Linked DNA regions of Rattus norvegicus: region 1 is linked to region 2. The links are chromatin contacts, called in public Hi-C maps. All regions are on one chromosome and are shown on one strand. The core of a region is the stretch at or near the end of the contact, and the rest is flanking DNA. Distances in the headings are between cores, read along the strand shown.

Region 1 (2,700 bases), core at 158-2,657, 36 kb before region 2:
CTCTCGATAGAGGAGATGTGCGGGCAAGGCCGGCTGATAGAGTCGTTGTACCCGTCGCGGTCCTGGAGAGTTTTCCTTCGCTCAGCCCTGAAGTGGGTAGAAATAAAGATCCAAGACGGAAATCCAGTGTCAAAGGAAGAAAGGGAACCTCTACCAGCCACAGGATGGCAGTGTAACTTTGTGCAAGAACGTTTCTTTTGGAGGCTCACTTCCACGGACTTAGGATGTGGCAAACATTTTCCCTCCCTCGGGAACAAATCTTGCCAGGCCGTGGAAGACCCTGCGAGAGGGACTCCCATAAGCAAGAAGTCCTTAGCCCTGATGCCACCCAGGGTTTGCCCTCTGGATTCCAGCCTAGGAAGCCACTGCTCGCAGGTCCCGGAACAAAGTCTCACTGTGCATGCCCGGAAGCCCGTCATGCACCAGAGAATCGAGTCCAGCCAGGAACGAGGGGGACCTCCTCCTCCTGGGCCGCGCCTCTGTGACGCCTTTGTCCTTCGCATCTACCCCAGGGCAGACAAAGGAGGGCACATGTGGATCAGGTTTCCACCGCTTCTCGGGGGTCCCTGGGTCTGGGATACCCATCTTCGTCAAACCCGGGCACTCCCGCCTCTCGCAGCCCCGCCCTGTCCCCGCTAGGTTGCGGTGGGGCTACCATTAGGCTTGGAGCAGACAGAGCCGCAGCCGGCCTGGCAGCACTTGTAGTTGTCCTGGCAGTCGTTGTCCAAGATGCACGCCTTCACACAGTCAGTAATTGGTTCGAGCTGGGGGCACACACCGGGTTTCTCTGCTCTGGTGCCTTGGAATGGGTGGCAGCAGAGAATTTTCAGGGAGAACGGGACCCAGTCCCACCGGCATACTCACTCCCCTCTCCAAGATACCCAAATTTCAACCCCAAGGATTTTAGATTATCGGGCCCAAGGGCCCCCATAACACCCCAGAGGGCCCCATCTCTGGGCCAGGGGTCTCGGACACTAGAGAGATCCCTAATGCTTGGCTTCAGAGTCCCCAGTCCTCTGGGGACTTGAGCTTCTGCCTGGAAACTTCAGCCATCCAAGGAGCTTCCCGCTCCTCTTCATCCGGTCTCTGCTTTCAGCGCTGAGAGCGCCTCCGCCCCTCCAACTTTTTAAGCCTTCATTGGTCTCGCCACCTCCAGTACACTGGACCCCAGACCCTAAGCTTCAAGGATCACTAGCCGTAGGCCCCAGAGATCCAAAATTTAAATTTTCGCTGGCCTCCCACTTTTGTCCCAGAACCCCCACTTCTGAGACTGAACTCCTGGCTGCACTCACCTGTGGCTGAGAGGGGGGTGAACAGCAGCAGCCCGAGTAGGAGGCCTGTGGCCAGCAAGCAGAGGCGACAAGCAGGCATGGTGCAGGTGTAACCTGCAGCCTGAATGGGGGGGATTTAACCACTCGCGCCGGGGGGCGGGGCCGAGTGAGGGGTGCAGGAGGCGGGTAGGAAGCACAGCGGGCAGTGCGGGCGCCCTGCCACCTCAAGCCATTTCACAATCCCCCGGGATCAGGTGTCACTCTTGGCTCAGGTGGGAACCAGGAACCGAGACAGCTTCCAAGCCAGCTGCAGCCGGACACTTGTCCACCCCTCCCTCTCTTCCTACCTTTCTAGGGCCTGAGGGCAAGGCAGGGCAGCTGGAGTGGAAGGCCCAGATACAGGGTCCCTGGGCTCATTTTTAAATGAGTCCGTTGTCCTCCCGGGAATGACTAGAGTCCAGGATTAAGGCGGAAATGGCAAGGCTGCAGGGAGGCAAGATGCTGTGGATTAAGTGGCCAAGACTTGGGCTGGGATGGACAGCTCAGCATGCAGAGCCCTGGTCAGGGATTAGTAGAGGCTGGTGTAGTGGAGGTTACAGAAATAACACTGTTAACAAAAGAACCCATCTGACAAGGAGCTTGTCCAGGAAGGAGCAACCCCGTGCAATTTCCAGCCCTCTCAGGCATATCTTTATCCTTGTCCCACCTCAGTCCATCAGGGCAGGATGGGGTAGCCCAGTACTAGGACTAGAGAGTGATTTCAGTCACCTATATATGAAAGGCAGGCTGGACTCAGAGGCTGGTCCCCAACCTAAATTCCGGGGTTCCTGTTCAGACAAGATTTTGAATCTACATCTCTTCCTCTAGGATCTGACTATGCAAAGCAGGCATTATTATACTTTATTTTCCCTGTATTATCAAGTAAAACTTAGCAGTGCCAACTGGGTGTCTCAGTTAGGGTTTTGCTGCTGTGAACAGACACCATGACCAAAGCAACTCTCAGAAGGACATTTAATTGGGGCTGGCTTACAGGTTCAGAGGTTCAGTCCATTATCATCAAGGTGGGAGCATGGCAGCATCCAGGCAGGCATGGTGCAGGAGGAGCTGAGAGTTCTACATCTTCATCTGAAGGCTGCTAGGAGAAGACTGGCTTCCAGGCAGCTAGGATGGGAGTCTTAAAGCCCAGACCCACAGTGACACACCTACTCCAGCAAGGCCACACCTTCAAATAGTGCCAGTCCCTGGGCCAAGCATATTCAAACCACCACACTGGGCATGTGCAGGAACAGACTTTTCTCTAAGAGCCTCCCCATTTGAATTTGTGTAGACTTCCACAATAATTCCTCACCCTTCCTAGCCCTCCTTTGTTGCTAGGAGTATCCTTGTGGAGTTTGCTGTCCTGCTCTCCTGGACTCTGAAGCTAAGAAGT
Region 2 (2,700 bases), core at 6-2,505:
TCTTCTTCTTCTTCTTCTTCTTCTTCTTCTTCTTCTTCTTCTTCTTCTTCTTCTTCTTCTTCTTCTTCTTCTTCCTCTTCTTCTTCTTCCTCTTCTTCTTCTTCCTCTTCTTCTTCTTCTTCGTGCATGACTACTTAACAAACTGAGACCAACAACAACCACCACCTATTGAGGCTCTAGCATGTGTGTATCCTCCAAAAAGTTCCCAGCGTTCCAAATGTCACACAATCACAGAGGCTATCTGCAGCTGGAAAAATCCTGCCCCTGCTACAGCACAGGGCAAATCATAGTCAGCTGCTTGGACAGTCTGAAGCAGCCCCATATCCCACACCTGGGATTAAAACAAAAGCATATTCTGACAATATTTCTGTGGTTTTCTTTTTTCAAAGAAACCAAACCCCCAAAATTGTCGCTACCGTGTTCAGAGCCGTGCTGCACAATGCACATGTATTCATGCTGCACAGGCATCCACACGAGTGGTAAGTTTGTAAATCAATAAAGGAACAGTTACTGCCTTTGGGAAATGGCTGCAGTGCGCTGGGAAGACATCCTGTTTTTGTAAGGACTCCATGCTGTTTATGAGATCGTGGCTTTGGGACTTTTGTAATCATCAGGAAACTATTCTAGGCAGGTCCCTGGATTTAGAGTGCTGGGCCCGGGGGTGGGGTGGGGATTTAGCTCAGTGGTAGAGCGCTTGCCTAGCAAGCGCAAGGCCCTGGGTTCGGTCCCCAGTTCGGTCCCCAGCTTGGTCCCCAGCTCCGAAACAACTGACCACCCGGAAGCCGATGTTCCATGAGGTATGATGAGGAGGTAAGACTGAGTTCCAGAGTCTCGGTATTTACTATTGGGTATTTAAAAGTTGGGGTTCCACAACCCCTCAGCCATCTCAGGTTGATAATCCTCTCACTGAATTTAGGAAGACACTTTGCGCAGTGTCTGGGTTAGAGGACACAGCTCTAAAAGAGCCCAGGTATAGAGATGCATGGGGCAAGGGAAAGACTCCCCTTTGTCTCCGGGGTGCGCCTCCCTCCAATCACAGGGGTGTTTGCCAACCTGGAGGTTTTCCAAACCCACAAGCTAGGGGCTTTATTGAGGTTTTGTTACATAGGTATGACTGGGTGCCTCATCGTCTCAGGAGCCCACTGGCCCCTCTGGAGATCATGAAGGGCGGAGCTGAAATTGCTAAAGTTTTAACCACCTGTCTGCGGGTTTTCAGCAGCTGCCCACGTCAGAAGAGCCCGCGGCTCTTGGTTTGAGTCATCTCATTAGCATACGCAAGCCGGTAAATGTGGTGAGTAGCTGGCGAACCTTTCTGGGAATTGGTGAAAGAGCCCGAATATTTGTTTTTCTTTTCTTTTCTTTTGTTTTATTTTCTATTACACCCCAGTGAGGTTCAAGGGAGGGACTGCAGCCAGCCTCAAATGGAAGCTGGGATCCCACTAGGCTTTCCGAGGAGTGTGTGATTAGATGAACTTCTTAGAGTCCTGAAGAGCCCTTGGAGCTAAAACTTCCGGATTCTCCCGGGAAAGTCCAGGGAGAAGCTGGGACTGGTGGTACACACCTAGAGTCTCAGCCCTTGGGAGACTAAGGCAAGCAGGGTTGCAGGTCCCTCCGGCCTGGGCTAAAGTTAATTAATTGATGGGTGGGTTAAAATTTAAAAGTTTAAATATGCAGATAGAGCTCCGCTCTACCCAGCTTCTCCCCTTGCCTCTGGAGTCCTTCCAAGACGCATCTTCGTTTCCTTATTAGTTGTTTCATTTATTTATTTTAATTAATTTTTTTTATTTTACATCCCGATCACAGCTTCCCCTCCCTCCTCCTAGTCTCTCCCTCCCATCTCCCCTCCGAAACTCCCAGGAACCTATGAGGTTGACCCTAGCTAGCAAAGACTCCTAGCCATGGGGATATGGAACCTGAAACAGCCACCTCCTGTTTCCAGGCAAGACTTCCACTGGAGGGGTGGGGACAGGCCCCACCCACCCACACACACATACAAAACCTTCCGCCCACAGTTTGTCCTGCCTACAAGATGTGCACGGATAAAGAGGGGGCAGAGATTGAGGGAGTGGCCCACCGATATCCAGCCCAGCTTGAGATCCACACCATGAGGGAGAGAGGCACTCTCATTTTTCTGACCACAGAGGTGAGCCAAGAGTTGCTGAGGTCACCCTACCTGGCCACTAGGGCGAGCAAAAGGACAAGAACTGATACAGAGGCAGAGCAAGAAGCAGGCTTCGTTCCTGACCTGGCTGGGCTCTTGTGCAACTTCCCAGGCCTAAGCTGAGGGGAACTGATGTGACTGGAGAGGAGTGAGGAAGGAGAGGAGCTGGGGTCACCTCTGTTACCTGTCTCTTCATTGGCTCAGGCTTCTGGCTCCTGACTGCTGGAGTCAAAAGGCTGGGCGGAAGCACTTCACAGACATGTAAGAGTCACCTGAGATCTCTTTCCATTCAGGTTCTAACTTTGCAGGTGTGGGCATGGTGGCACATGACCTCAATTCCAGCACTTGGGAGGCAGTGGCAAGCAGATATCTAAGTTTGAAGCTAGCCTGGTCTACAGAGCAAGTTCCAAGACGGCCTGGGCTATATAGAGAAACCTTGTCTCAGGGGAGGGGGGAAGGAAGGAAGGAAGGAAGGAAGGAAGGAAGGAAGGAAAGAAGGGAGGAAAGAAAGAAGGGAGGAAGGAAGGAAAAGAAAAACA

Evidence for each region. A called contact is a pair of places that touch in the nucleus more often than the background predicts.
Region 1: a contact with region 2 is called in a Hi-C map of the A7r5 cell line, with 1.7 times the contacts expected there. The contact joins the promoter of Wfdc2 here to the enhancer-like site in region 2. A contact is called at or near these places in 5 of 12 Hi-C or Micro-C datasets (the A7r5 cell line, Schwann cells, kidney and 2 more).

Annotation. Positions count from the first base shown.
Region 1 is chr3:173,705,182-173,707,881 of GRCr8, reverse strand. Wfdc2 (WAP four-disulfide core domain 2) reads right to left here and starts at 1,407. Exons shown (of 5, transcript NM_173109.2): 1 at 1,293-1,407; 2 at 656-799; 3 at 1-87. The coding sequence starts at 1,371.
Region 2 is chr3:173,668,531-173,671,230 of GRCr8, reverse strand. The region is part of intron 1 of LOC120101784 (a long non-coding RNA gene); the gene reads right to left. Among named protein-coding and RNA genes, the nearest start is that of Pigt, 23 kb to the right of the region's middle. Within about 2 kb of position 1,255, at least 5 of the 93 cell types and tissues checked have an H3K27ac peak or open chromatin away from gene starts, as enhancers often do. A contact at or near this core is called in the A7r5 cell line, where this site is marked.